Regions from separate parts of the Mus musculus genome. Here all the other regions are linked to region 1. A link is a contact called in public Hi-C and HiChIP or PLAC-seq data. All regions are on one chromosome and are shown on one strand. The core of a region is the stretch at or near the end of the contact, and the rest is flanking DNA. Distances in the headings are between cores, read along the strand shown. Region 1 overlaps Atp6v0d1 (ATPase, H+ transporting, lysosomal V0 subunit D1). Region 2 overlaps Lrrc36 (leucine rich repeat containing 36). Region 3 overlaps Lrrc36 (leucine rich repeat containing 36).

Region 1 (4,007 bases), core at 775-3,274:
ATCCCAGTACTCAGAAGGCAGAAGCAGGAGGATGTCTGTGGGTTCAAGCCAGCCAGTTCTACATAGGCAGTTTCAGGCCAGCCAGAGCAACATAACTAGACCCTGTCTCAACCCAAACAAATGAACAACCACCATAATAAAGAATGCTCAACTTGCAGTCAAGTATGTAAAAGGAGATGGATTAGCACATGTTGCTGAATGTGGGGAACGTGTATAAACGTGCTGGAATAGATACTTTCCACCTATATGCCTTGGGGTTTCCACCTATATGCCTTGGGGGGTGGGGGCTGGTGATAAACAGAATTTATATCATCTGTGGCTCCTAGGCACTAATAGGGTGCACCTTAGCTTGAGGAGGATCCAATGTGTTCGTGCCAACTTGGCCACTTTCATCTACTTTTCTCCCATGGCCATCCTAAAGATGATAAAAAAGAGAAGGCAAAGCAAGTTAAAAGAAGCCATCTGGCTTTTAGTGATATGTGCACATCTTCCAATGTCTCTAACCCAGGCATCTGCAATGACTCTGATAAGGGGTTCTGTTCTTTCTTATTCTCACAATCTGGCTACTTTGAGAGTAAGGCATGGGTAACAGGAGGTATTCAACTCAGAAATACTTGGATTATTGTAGTAATTCAGATGGGTTTTTCAAGGAAAAAAAATCTAATTATATTGATGGCTATTGCTATAACAGTCTATAACAGTCTATTGCCTGCATTTCTACCTCCACATTGTAATAACCTTGAGACTAGACAAGTGCACAATCTTTGTAAAAGAAACATGGAAGAGAGGTTTTAGGTCAGCTGGCGGAAAGCTTACCTAGCATATACGAAGTCCTGGGTTCATTTCCTAACACTGTACAAACCCAGGTGTGATGACACATACCTATAATACTAGCATTTGGAGGCAGAAGTAGTTCAGTTGCTCAAGGCCATCTTAGGCTATAAGACCCTGTCTTGATAAAGAAAAGAAAAACAGAACTAGGGGGTGGGGTACAGACAGGACAATACTTTATCTTAGAACACTTGTCTAGTAGTTCCTTACAGCCATGCTGCTTCATAAGTCTGCCAGCTTTTCTGAATTACTTTGAGAAGCATAACTTTCTTCTTTTCTCCTCCCTTATTTAAGCATATTTTTCTTAACATACTGGGCTTCACTCCTCTAATGCCCCATTTCCCACCATGGAGCTCTGTATGCTGCCAAATGGCTGACCTCCACAATGGTTTAACTCAAACTGCATGGCTGTTTTTCCTTTTCCATTCTCCTCCTCCAGGCAGCTACTGAGATTTACAACTTGCTTGCCCTGGGGTTTTTCTTTGAAACTCTTATAAAATTGTCCTCTTAAATAAACTTTGGCTTCACTTGACTTTCAAAAAGAAAAAAGGAAAAAGAAAGATTATTAATGCCTCTGAAATGGTTTTTGTGGGTATGAAACAAATGGTTAAAAATATGAGCTATCCCACCTAATAAGTACTGAAATGAAGCAGACTTCATTTACCATGTCATAGTCGTGTCCTGATTTATATATTTGTATCTACCAGCAAACATGTTGCTACCGGAGCCTGAGGGACCAACATGAACAAGGGGTTTTGGTCCAGGGCCACCAAGTTCTCAAACGTTTACTACAAGAAGTTCTAGAGCTGACAGCAGCTAGGCCAAACTGTCTGTTTATCCATGCAGTCATAGCAGTCAGCCTAAAATTCTCTTCAGGTCAAAAGACTTCCTCTTCAGCTCCCTAGAGATCAAGACAGGCACAGGAAGGCTCCAGAGTAAAACTCAGTCCTCTGACTGGAGTGCCTCCTGTCACTGGCCCCATCAGTTCCCAGGGTAGCAAGCCCACTACCCTACTGGATCCCCTGATCCTTCATTCCTAAAGCATTGAGGATCCAGGCCCCTGCACACTCTGTCCTTCTAAGCCCTGGCACATGCTCTGGGAAGATTCCCGAGGCAAGCTATCAACTCCCACTGGGGATCCTGAAGATAAGCTCTCCAACAGCATGACACTTCCTCTATCCCAGACTTTGCCTTACATCACAAAACTTCTCTCTCAGAAGACTAGCTCAGCAACTTCCCCAACTGCCAAATACTTTCTCTTTAACAACCAGATAGTCTTCATCAAATACCTGGTACTCCAGTGAGAGTTTTCACCTCAGAAGGCCTGGACATACACAGGCTATGCAATGGTCTCCTTCCCATGCCAGGAGCAATCTTTGTGCTGGACCTCTCAGACATGTCAATTTCAAAGGCTTATCAATTAAAAGCCAGAACCTTGTCCAGAGTCTCACAGTCAAGAGTATAGAGAGGCTAGGATATCAGGCAGGCCTGGTGGGACTCTGTCAGTCCCCACCTCGGCTGTCTTTTGTTCTCTGAGCCTCCTTGAACACATTGGTAGAGCAGACCTTTTAGGTATAGAACCAGCTGTCCAAACAGCCTTTAAAGCCAGAAGAGTTGACCACTGGCTTGCAGACCACCTGGACACTCACTGCCCACTTGTCAATAGTAGGCATAGGCCCACACTCTCATGACTCAGTGACAAATCCCACTAGCATCACTTTTGACATCAACCATTACTAAAGAAGGTAGGAAAATATGCTTGGGGTTGAGCAGAACAAAGCTAGAATGCTCCTTTGTACAGCCCCACCCCTGGGACTTCACACAAGCTTCAGAGCAGACACCCCTGTGCTTCCATTGCTGCATTCTGCTGACACTGCATCGGGAGAAGCCACGGCTCTGAGCACTGCTGGAATGCAGGCGGCTGGGTGGTTTCTGCTGGAGTTTGTCAGATCAGAGCAAACCCGGGAGACTCTACTGAGAATCCTGCCCAAGGCTGGAAGAGTCTGCCTTACCAGGAAACTCATTTTTAAAAGCCCCCAGAGACAATGTCAAAGGGCCAGTTCCAGACCACTTTCTCTGGCTAAGACCCACATTTCCCTGTGACCAAGGGAAAAGGGACAGCCTGCCAGCCAAGGCAACTGGAGGGAGGGAGACAGGCTGATTCCTTAGCTCGCCCACGAGGGGACCACACAGGGCTTCTAAACCAGTTCTGACCCTGTTGGAGAAACCTGGCGCCCAGAAACAGTGGCTGGCAACCCTAAGCCCTTCAGACAGGCCTGGCCAGGGCTAGGACAAGCTGGGTTAGAATTCTCTCTCCTCAGCTTCCTGCTATTTCTGAAGGTTGTGGAGGAGGGGATGTGACTGGGAATAGAATCCAAGCATTAGGAGAGGCCTGGAACTTATAGATGCCTAGTGGGAGACTTAGCCACCCGGCCCTAGCCCAGCCCCTCAAGGGCACCCGAGGACAACAGGGGCTAGGTTTGCTATGGGACCTGGGCTCAGCAGCCTAACAGCATCAGTGACAGTCCTTGAGAGGACCAGGCATGACTGGTTTGAGGTATGAGCTGTGTTCTAGTTACAGTAGACTCTGGGGACAACACTGGTCTACCCACAAGCCCAGCTGTCTACCCCAAATTCTATCAGTGGCCCAGTGCCAAGTGTCTGGACAGTTGGGATGTCTGACAGTAAAAGACTTCCTCAGAGGCTGATTCTCAAATTGAAGAAGATGCTGCTGCGATCAGGAAAGTCTTGCTTTAGTGTGAGGTTAAACCCTAGCTCAGAGGAGACAGATTAATTCAGTGTCTACTCTGGGCTTGCTCCTCCCCAGCCCACCTCCAGAACCACCCTAAACCACCTATGCTTCCTACGTTCCTGTCTCAGATGTTCTGAGACATGACCTCCAACTCCCAGTGCCGGAAAGGCATCCTATTCTACTCCTCAGTTTCCAAGCTCAGAGTGAAGTCACCCAACTCCAATATGTCACTAACACCTTTCTTCCAGGCTCTGTGGCCCTGGAGCTACAGCTCTGTTTCTCCCAAAAGCCCATGGTCTCGGACTCTCAGCCCTTACACTGCTTTAGCCCTCGACTCGACGACTCTCTGACTTAACAGTTACCTTCCTATCATCCCTGAAAATGCTCCAGGGAAGTCCATAGGAGACCTTACTAAAAAGCCCTG
Region 2 (4,007 bases), core at 687-3,186, 110 kb before region 1:
TAGTGCCAGCACTCAGAAGTCAGTCTGTGAGTTTGAGGCCAGCCTGGTCTACAGAGGGCATTTCAGGACAGCCAGGGCTACACAGAGAAACCCTGTCTTGGAAAATAAAAACAAAACAAAACAAAACAAAAACAAATCATGGCCTCCACTGGGATATCTGTAAAGCATAGTTTTATTAGTCCTAGAGCATTTGGGGAAATGAAGAACTAGTATTTTATAAGCTGCATAGACCAGTGGTCTCAGAGGCTTTCTTTTGAGTTTTCAATAAATCCTTCTGTGTGGAAGCTCTAGGGAGAAGACAATGAAAAACTGTGTGACAGATGAGGGCCCCGCGTCACACGTCAGTCCTGAGGTTGATGCCAGGATGGAAACAGGTCAGCATTGCCTCTGTATTCGTAAAATAACCAAGACATCGGTTGCCTTTGCCGTCATAGCCAATCTCGGGTAGGATGAAGACAAAATTGTGAAAATTGTGAAAACACAAATTTAAAGCCAGTCCAATATTTTTTGGCTGCTTTAAAAAAAAAAAATCTTTCTTTCCAGCTGCCAGGGGACCTTGTGTTATACAACCCCAGACCTTTCAAAGCACAAGCTGTATATATATTCAGAGAATTCAGTTTCATTTACATCACCTTACATCATTAGAGCTCCCTAAAATTACACCTCCCATCCCCGAGGCTCCTGCACATTGATTGCGGCGATAATTGAGATAATTGATTTCCTTAGAGACTGGTGAGTCATCTGCATCCATTGCTGCGAATACTCTCAACCTCCCTGGCTTCTCAACCAAGCTCCTCCCCAGCTGCAGAATCTCTTGTGTTTGCAACCTGTAACGTAACTGCCATTAACAGAACAGTATTACATTAGCACAGACAAAAATTCATGACTTAAAATATACAATGAGTTAAAGTATACAATCTCCATTGAGAATAAACTGCCTTAGTAGACAGCCCATTTTCCAAGGGCTTTAGAAACACCACTGTTGGTTTTCCGGTACAAATTAAGGTGATTGTACCACATTAATGGCCACGCCTCAGACTCAGAGAAAGCTTTCTGTTGTATCTGATGCACCCTTGTGAATTAGCCTGCCATTCTTAAACAGATGACCTTCACTTAAGAGAGTTTTATTTGGCCTCAAGGCTTAGTCCCCTTAAAAGACCTATTCAATTGTACATAAAGTCTAAGAAGCAGTAGACTGTGTTCAAAGTCCCAGAAAGAACTCTAGTAACAAGAGACTCACTGTGCAGTTTAGATATTCAATGTCTTCAGTTGCTGACATACAATGCTTCATTTTCCTGACTTTTTAATCTATTCATGTGGACATGACTTTGACAGAGTTTCTTGATAAACCATAATAAGGTAATATTTTCCTTTTCCTTTTTCCCTTTGATGTCTCTGTGCATATAAAAGAGGAGTATGGGTTGTTTGTTTTGAATTTAAAAGCATTTTTATATTTCAAATAGATGCCATTTTGAAATTATTTTGGTAAATGCTGAAGTGCGTGAAGAGCAACATTCCGGTTCCTCAGAGTCTCCCCACAAGCGAGAATCCCAATGACTACGTTGGTTATATAGCCTAGATTTTTTCTCTGGGTACACACATTTATGTATCCATTTTCAGACAGGAAAAGTGCTTTGAAGCACAATTTGACTGGCCCTTATATGAGCTGAATTGAATTAGTCTACATTAACGTAATATAGCATTAGTGTATGTAAAGACTTCACCCCATGAGCTAAAATGTCTTTAAGTTTACAGCTTCTATTGAGAAAAAGCTGCTGCACTAGACAACCCCATTTCCAAAGGTTCTTTGAGGCACCATCTGGTCCCTAATTTTTTTTAATGTAAAATTGATTTAGCTGCTTTGAGACGTTAAAGAGCCTTGCTTCCCACTGCAAATTGTGTTTGTGCTAGGTCCTCGGGGAGGACGGCCAGTAAGCACCATTGGTAATACAATACAATTAATACAGTCCTGCCAAGCTAGGGACATGCCTCAGGCTTTCCTCCAGTTCAGCTTGTACCAACTCAGGTTTTCAAAGTGGTGCTCTTGAACAAGCAGGCAACGAATCCACTGCTTTGGATTCTTGTCCTGTTCTCTTAAGCACGTAATCTTTGACACCCTTCTCACACCCTCGAAATAAGCAATTTAGGCTGTATCTTTAGCCTCCTGCTCTCTCCCCTCCCTTTGTCCTTGCTGATCTAACCCATTTTCATGGTTTTATTTATGAAGTAAATAGATTTATTATTTGTTTCCTAGTCTCTCATTTATTAAAAATATCCGTCTAGCTTGGCATCTGTACCAGTGTCTCTTCTGCACCAGTCCCTCAACTCTGCTAAACTAACTTGAATCATCTCAGCTTAACATTCCAGCCCCTCAAGCTAAAAGTCCCCCCAGAGCAAACAAAGCCCGAACAGCTCTTTGTATTTCATGGAACTCTTCCCAGCTCTGCTATTATCCTGGCTCAGAATCACATGGGTGTTGTCCTGGTTTTCTTCCTATTGCTATGATAAACACCACGACCAACTTGGAGAGGAAAGGATGCCTTTGCCTTACAGGTTCCAATCTCAGTCCATCAGTGAGGAAAGTCAAGCAGGAACCCAGTCAAGCAAGGCAGAAACCTGTAAGCGGGTCCTGAAGCAAAGCCCAGGGGGACCACTGCTTACTCGCTCACTCCCATGGCTTGCTCAGCTTGCTCTGTATTCAGCCTAGAACCAATCTTCCCAGAGGTCACAATGCCACGATGAGCTGGGCCCCCTCACATCAGTCATTCGTAAAGAAAATGCCCCCCTTTTCAGATTTTCAAGCCATTTTCTTGGATGACGGTCCCTCTTCCTGGATGACTTTAGCTTGTGTCAAGTTGACAAAAACAAACAACAAAGCTGCACCAGGTTTGACACTGCTGCTCCTCTGAGTTCTTTTACCCTCCAGTGTGACTCTGAACACTCCTTTCCGTCCCTTAATAGCCTCTGCTTAACAGTTCTGCTTAATATTTACGGAGTACAAATTCTGGCCCAGGGACTGTCTGTGATCTCATCTAATCCACACAACCTTGAAGTCGGTTTGTCAGGTGAAGAAATTGAAACCCAGAGAGGTGAAATAACCTGCCCTACTTACGTAGTAAGTGGCAGAGTGCAGATGCCAAGTGTGACCTATATATCATCAAAGTTCTTCCTCTGCTTTTTTTTTTCCATTCATTTTGTACTTTGATGCCAGATTAATTCTCTTAAAACACAGCTGAGATAATTAATTATACAGTCCTGCGTAAAGATTTGATGGCTCCCACCCAACTACTACATTCATTTTAAACTCCTTAACCCGATATACAGAGTTCCCCAGACCTCGGGTCCCAACCTTTCTTCAGCCTACCCCCGAAGCCTTCTCCCCCACGACCACACTGTGCAATGCCCCAATGAAGCCCGACCTTCCCCTCCTCCCCCAGGTAGTTCTTCCTGTCTCTCGTCTGCAAACTAATGCCTCTGAAAAGCTTGCATCAAATGCCACCTGTTCTTTATGATGCACCTCAATGTCTTTTCATTTAGCAAAACTTTTTAAATTAATCTACAAGCCGGGCGGTGATGGCGCACGCCTTTAATCCCAGCACTTGGGAGGCAGAGGCAGGTGGATTTCTGAGTTCAAGGCCAGCCTGGTCTACAGAGTGAGTTCCAGGACAACCAGGACTGTACAGAGAAGCCCTGTCTCAAAAAACAAAAACAAACAAAAAATCTACAAAAAGATGTTTCTGATTTTTAAAAAACCAAATGCCTATTTTGTTTGTGTGTGTACATGTATTTGGGTGCATGCACACATGTGTATGGAGGCTGGATGTTGATGGGTCTTTCTAATCATTCTCTACCTATATTTTTTCATTTTGCATGTGTTGTGCATGAATGTGTGTACATGTGTGTGCATGTATGTGGGTGCACATGTTTGGGCAGGAGCATAGAAACAAGCCAAAGGGTGATGTCAGCTGTCCTCTTTGGTCATTTTCCATCCTGCATGTTAATTAAGT
Region 3 (4,007 bases), core at 508-3,007, 89 kb before region 1:
AAAGGGGGCAGTCTTGCAATATTTTCCTTTTTTTTTTTTTTTTTTTTTTTTTTTTGGCTTGTTTTAGATTCTCAGCCACAAATGACTGTTTTATCAGATGAAAACACTAACCGTGATGGTATATTTAGGGTGAAGGCCCAGGAACACTTAGTATATTTGAGATGCTACGCTACTAAAACGGCCTAAGAAAATTTCATCTCATATATTGTTAAATTCTATCTCATATATTGTTAAAAATCTCAACATTTTTGGACTATCTTTACTATTCCCACTTTTTCCTGTTAGGTGTTGTTTTTCTTGCTATGGAGAGCGTCCAAAGTGCTAACTTAATGTAAACACAAGGTCAGACATTTTTGCTTATCATGTGCGCCCGAGATGAGTTCAGGGCCCACACACGTGCCAGGTCCCCAGCATGGTGGACTGTGTCACTAGCACTTGGGGAGCAGAGGTGAGAGGATCAGGAGTTCAAGACCAGCCTGGGCCACATGAGAATCTGTCTCGACCAATAAAGAAAAAAAAAGTTAAAACCATTAACAGTAAATGTTTATTTTTAATAGATTTCCCTAAAGTAGCCTTTTGATATGACTAGACTTTTCTATGCTCTAACCCCAAATCAGGTTAACGTCCCAAATGATCCCGCCTTGTGTCCTTCATACATCCCCGGTCCTTACTCTGTCCTGATCAGAGCTGGCTACAGACTTTCTGAGTGCATGCTTATCCCAGTTGTGATGTCATTTCCTACCAATCACAGGCCACAGATGTTACTCAACTCAAGTCACTGTCCCGGGTGTTGGGCATCCTTACCTCATTAATCAGCCATAGTCTTTTACATCAAAGGAGCCAAGAACTGAGAAACGATTTGGCTGTCTTTATTTCAGTGTGTGTGTGTGTGTGTGTGTGTGTGTGTGTGTGTGTGTGTGGTGCTGGGGATAGAAGCCAGGGCTTTGCACATGCATAGCAAGTGCTCTATCCCTGAGCTAAATCTCTAGCCGGTATTAGCTTTTTTGAAGTCCGCAAGACACAAAGACTAGGAACTAGACTTATATATAAAAAATGCATAATAACGTGTGTCAGGTTGGAATGAATAAAAGCAAATGTGAATTTTACTATACAGATCTATCTGTAATTTCATTATATAAAAAAACAATTAGTACTTGACCCAACAATGACATTTAACTTATATATTCTTAAAATGTTATAGAACATTTATTTTATTTTAAATAGAAGTTTATTATGAATTTTAATTTCTCGATTTTATCTTATCACATATGGTACTTTTTAAACCATCCTGCAGTTTAATCTTCTTTTTGTATTACACGGTACACTAAGTAACATATTTTTATTGTTAACAAATTCTTAAAAACCTCCATGGAAAAATAACGCTGAGGGATCCACTCCTTTTGAATTTGTCCTTGAGGGCCTAGAGATGAGGCTCAATGGTGGAGCACTTACCAGTATGTCCAGGGTCCTGGGGATAATCAAAGAAAAAGAAAAAGGAAACATGAAATTTCCCTGAATATTTCATGTGCTTGCCTTGGACATCATAATATGCAATTCACATCTAAACCAAGAGATGAAAGTTTTGCTACTTTAAAGAGTTATTGATGCTTTATATGTCTGGATCCTTATTGTGTAAGAATCACACAAACGATCCTGGGTCTTGGTTTTGTTTTTGTCTTCTTGAGCCTCTCTCTAGTGACCTGGGCAGTTTGCATGGTTTATCAGGAAACCACAGTCCTCCGATCTCTGCCAGAACCCCCCACGTGGCCACTGTCCTCAGACAGCTCCTGGAGCTGGTGGACAAGCACTGGAATGGCTCTGGCTCCCTCCTCCTGGACAAGAAGTTTCTCGGTAAGTGCATATAGCTCTCTGCACTGAGGAGGGCAGGACCTCGCTTCTGCCCTGTGGTTGGTTTTGTTAAAAGCCATCCAGTTCCCTTACCCCAAAAGGGGAAGCTTATATCACTCGCAGACATTTCCCAGAAACGCCATAAGTAACGAATCTGCATTTTTGTCTCGTTCGTCTTCCCTATTTTTTTTAAATCAGCTGTTTGTCCGATTGCTTTGTAGCAATGGGTTTCTTCTTCTTGTGCTTTGCTTGTGGGTGCTCGTGTGTGGTCTTTGGTAACATGTTGCATGACCAGACATATGTAATAGAAGTAGTTATATTAGTAATTGCAAAACCATTTTATATTCCTTTGAAAGTGCCAGTATTGAGGCCAACAGAAGTTAGGTTTGGCTATCTGAAATTTGCAGAGACTGTTGAAATGTTGATTTTTAAAAATGCAAATGAATTAATGCTCTTGGGCTCTTTTCTGGGGTTAATTCTTAGATGCATGGGCAGAGAGCTTTATAAACGTTGGCTCCAAGTGTTTATCTGTTGTTTGACGGCAAGAGAACTCAAGGGACTTTTACTTGTTAGAAAAGCTCTAAGGAGAAACTAGAAACTTAAACATTGTTTGGGCTGTGTCTTAGTCAGGGTTTCTATTCCTGCACAAACATCATGACCAAGAAGCAAGTTGGGGAGGAAAGGGTTTATTCGGCTTACACTTCCATACTGCTGTTCATCACCAAGGAAGTTAGGACTGGAACTCAAGCAGGTCAGGAAGCAGGAGCTGATGCAGAGGCCATGGAGGGATGTTCTTTACTGGCTTGCTTCCCCTGCTTACTCAGCCTGCTCTCTTCTAGAACCCAAGACTACCAGCCCAGAGATGGCACCACCCACCAGGGGCCTTTCCTCCTTGATCACTAATTGAGAAAATGCCTTACAGTTGGATCTCGTGGAGGCATTTCCTCAACTGAAGCTCCTTTCTCTGTGATAACTCCAGCTGTGTCAAGTTGACACAAAACTAGCCAGTACAGGCTGCAAAAAATATTTTTAATTTTTAAGGGCTGAGGCTATAATTCAGTGGTAGAACAACTGTCCGGCAGGCACAAGCCCCATTCCAGCACTAAAAAACTTTCTTTAAAGATTTTTAGTTTTGGGCTGGAGAGATGGCTCAGTGGTTAAGAGCACTGACTGCTCTTCTGAAGGTCCTGAGTTCAAATCCCAGCAACCACATGGTGGCTCACAACCATCTGTAATGAGATCTGATGCCCTCTTCTGGTGTGTCTGAAGACTGCAACAATGTACTCATATACATAAAATAAATAAACAAATCTTTTTTAAAAAATTAGTTTTATCCAGGCAGTAATGGTGTGTACATCTTTCATCTCAGCACTTGGGAGGCAGAAGCAGGCTGATCTCTGTGAGTTCCAGAATAGCCAGTGCTGTACAGAGAGACCCTGTCTTGAAAAAAAAAAAAAGATTTTAGCTTTAGTTGTGAACATTGGTGTATACATGCGCATATAGGTGCCTCACAGAGACCAGAGAGAGTGTTAGACTCCCTGGAGCTGGAGCTGGAGGCTGTGAACCACCTGATCGGGGTGCTCAAAACTGAACTCTGGTTTTCTTCAAGAGGAGCAAATATTCCTAATTGCTGAACCATCTCGACAAACCCCTACCCCCATATTTTTAATTAAAAAATTATATGGGAAGAGGTCAGAGAGGGTAATATGTATGTGAGCATACTAATATGTTATGTACATGTATGAAACTGTCATGATAAAATCCACCATTATGTATAATCAATATATGCTAGTTTAAAAACTTCTTAATTCTAAAGGGACAGAGAGGATGAAGAAACAGTCTTCTGTGCCACTTCGTGGGAAATCATTCGCTGGGACGGTCACTCTGGACCATCCACAGAGGTTTCTGAGTTACCCCTTCACGGAGGCTTTGGGGGGTCAGTCACTTAAAACTCATGTCAAACGCGGATAAGGTTAGATTGCAGAGCTGCCAGTTGTTGGTTTGGATTCTGAGCCGCGGTCTTTAAGATTTTCCCACGTACCCAACCTGATTTTTTTTTTTTTAAATCAGGTCCCGCCAGAGACTTGCTCCTGTCATTGGTGGTCCCTGCACCCTCTCAGCAGTGGCGGCGCTCGAAGCTTGACGATAAGGCAGGGAAA

Evidence for each region. A called contact is a pair of places that touch in the nucleus more often than the background predicts. HiChIP or PLAC-seq counts read pairs in DNA pulled down with a chosen protein or histone mark.
Region 2: a Hi-C map of uterus shows a contact between it and region 1, with 2.2 times the contacts expected there. The contact joins two enhancer-like sites. A contact is called at or near these places in 1 of 39 promoter capture datasets (embryonic stem cells), 1 of 15 datasets of contacts at CTCF or cohesin (embryonic stem cells), 40 of 484 Hi-C or Micro-C datasets (DN3 thymocytes, the G1E-ER4 cell line, LSK cells and 13 more), 4 of 115 datasets of contacts at active chromatin or transcription factors (embryonic stem cells and microglia) and 2 of 9 other capture datasets (adipose tissue and embryonic stem cells).
Region 3: an H3K4me3 HiChIP or PLAC-seq map of bone marrow-derived macrophages shows a contact between it and region 1, with 2.1 times the contacts expected there. The contact joins two enhancer-like sites. A contact is called at or near these places in 1 of 39 promoter capture datasets (embryonic stem cells), 2 of 15 datasets of contacts at CTCF or cohesin (the NIH/3T3 cell line and embryonic stem cells), 23 of 484 Hi-C or Micro-C datasets (DN3 thymocytes, the G1E-ER4 cell line, the HPC-7 cell line and 10 more), 5 of 115 datasets of contacts at active chromatin or transcription factors (bone marrow-derived macrophages, embryonic stem cells, fibro-adipogenic progenitors and 1 more) and 3 of 9 other capture datasets (adipose tissue, liver and pancreatic islet).

What each region holds. Positions count from the first base shown.
Region 1 is chr8:105,542,012-105,546,018 of GRCm38.p6, forward strand. All of the region lies in intron 1 of Atp6v0d1 (ATPase, H+ transporting, lysosomal V0 subunit D1), which reads right to left. Among named protein-coding and RNA genes, the nearest start is that of Atp6v0d1, 22 kb to the right of the region's middle. Within about 2 kb of position 2,025, at least 87 of the 459 cell types and tissues checked have an H3K27ac peak or open chromatin away from gene starts, as enhancers often do. A contact at or near this core is called in adipose tissue, bone marrow-derived macrophages, granulocyte-monocyte progenitors and 2 more, where this site is marked.
Region 2 is chr8:105,431,240-105,435,246 of GRCm38.p6, forward strand. Lrrc36 (leucine rich repeat containing 36) reads left to right here. Exons shown (of 14, transcript NM_001170788.1): 5 at 286-374. Among named protein-coding and RNA genes, the nearest start is that of Lrrc36, 20 kb to the left of the region's middle. Within about 2 kb of position 1,937, at least 22 of the 459 cell types and tissues checked have an H3K27ac peak or open chromatin away from gene starts, as enhancers often do. A contact at or near this core is called in uterus, where this site is marked.
Region 3 is chr8:105,453,509-105,457,515 of GRCm38.p6, forward strand. It overlaps Lrrc36 (leucine rich repeat containing 36), which reads left to right. Exons shown (of 14, transcript NM_001170788.1): 10 at 1,686-1,851; 11 at 3,919-4,007. Among named protein-coding and RNA genes, the nearest start is that of Tppp3, 16 kb to the right of the region's middle. Within about 2 kb of position 1,758, at least 69 of the 459 cell types and tissues checked have an H3K27ac peak or open chromatin away from gene starts, as enhancers often do. A contact at or near this core is called in adipose tissue, bone marrow-derived macrophages, granulocyte-monocyte progenitors and 1 more, where this site is marked.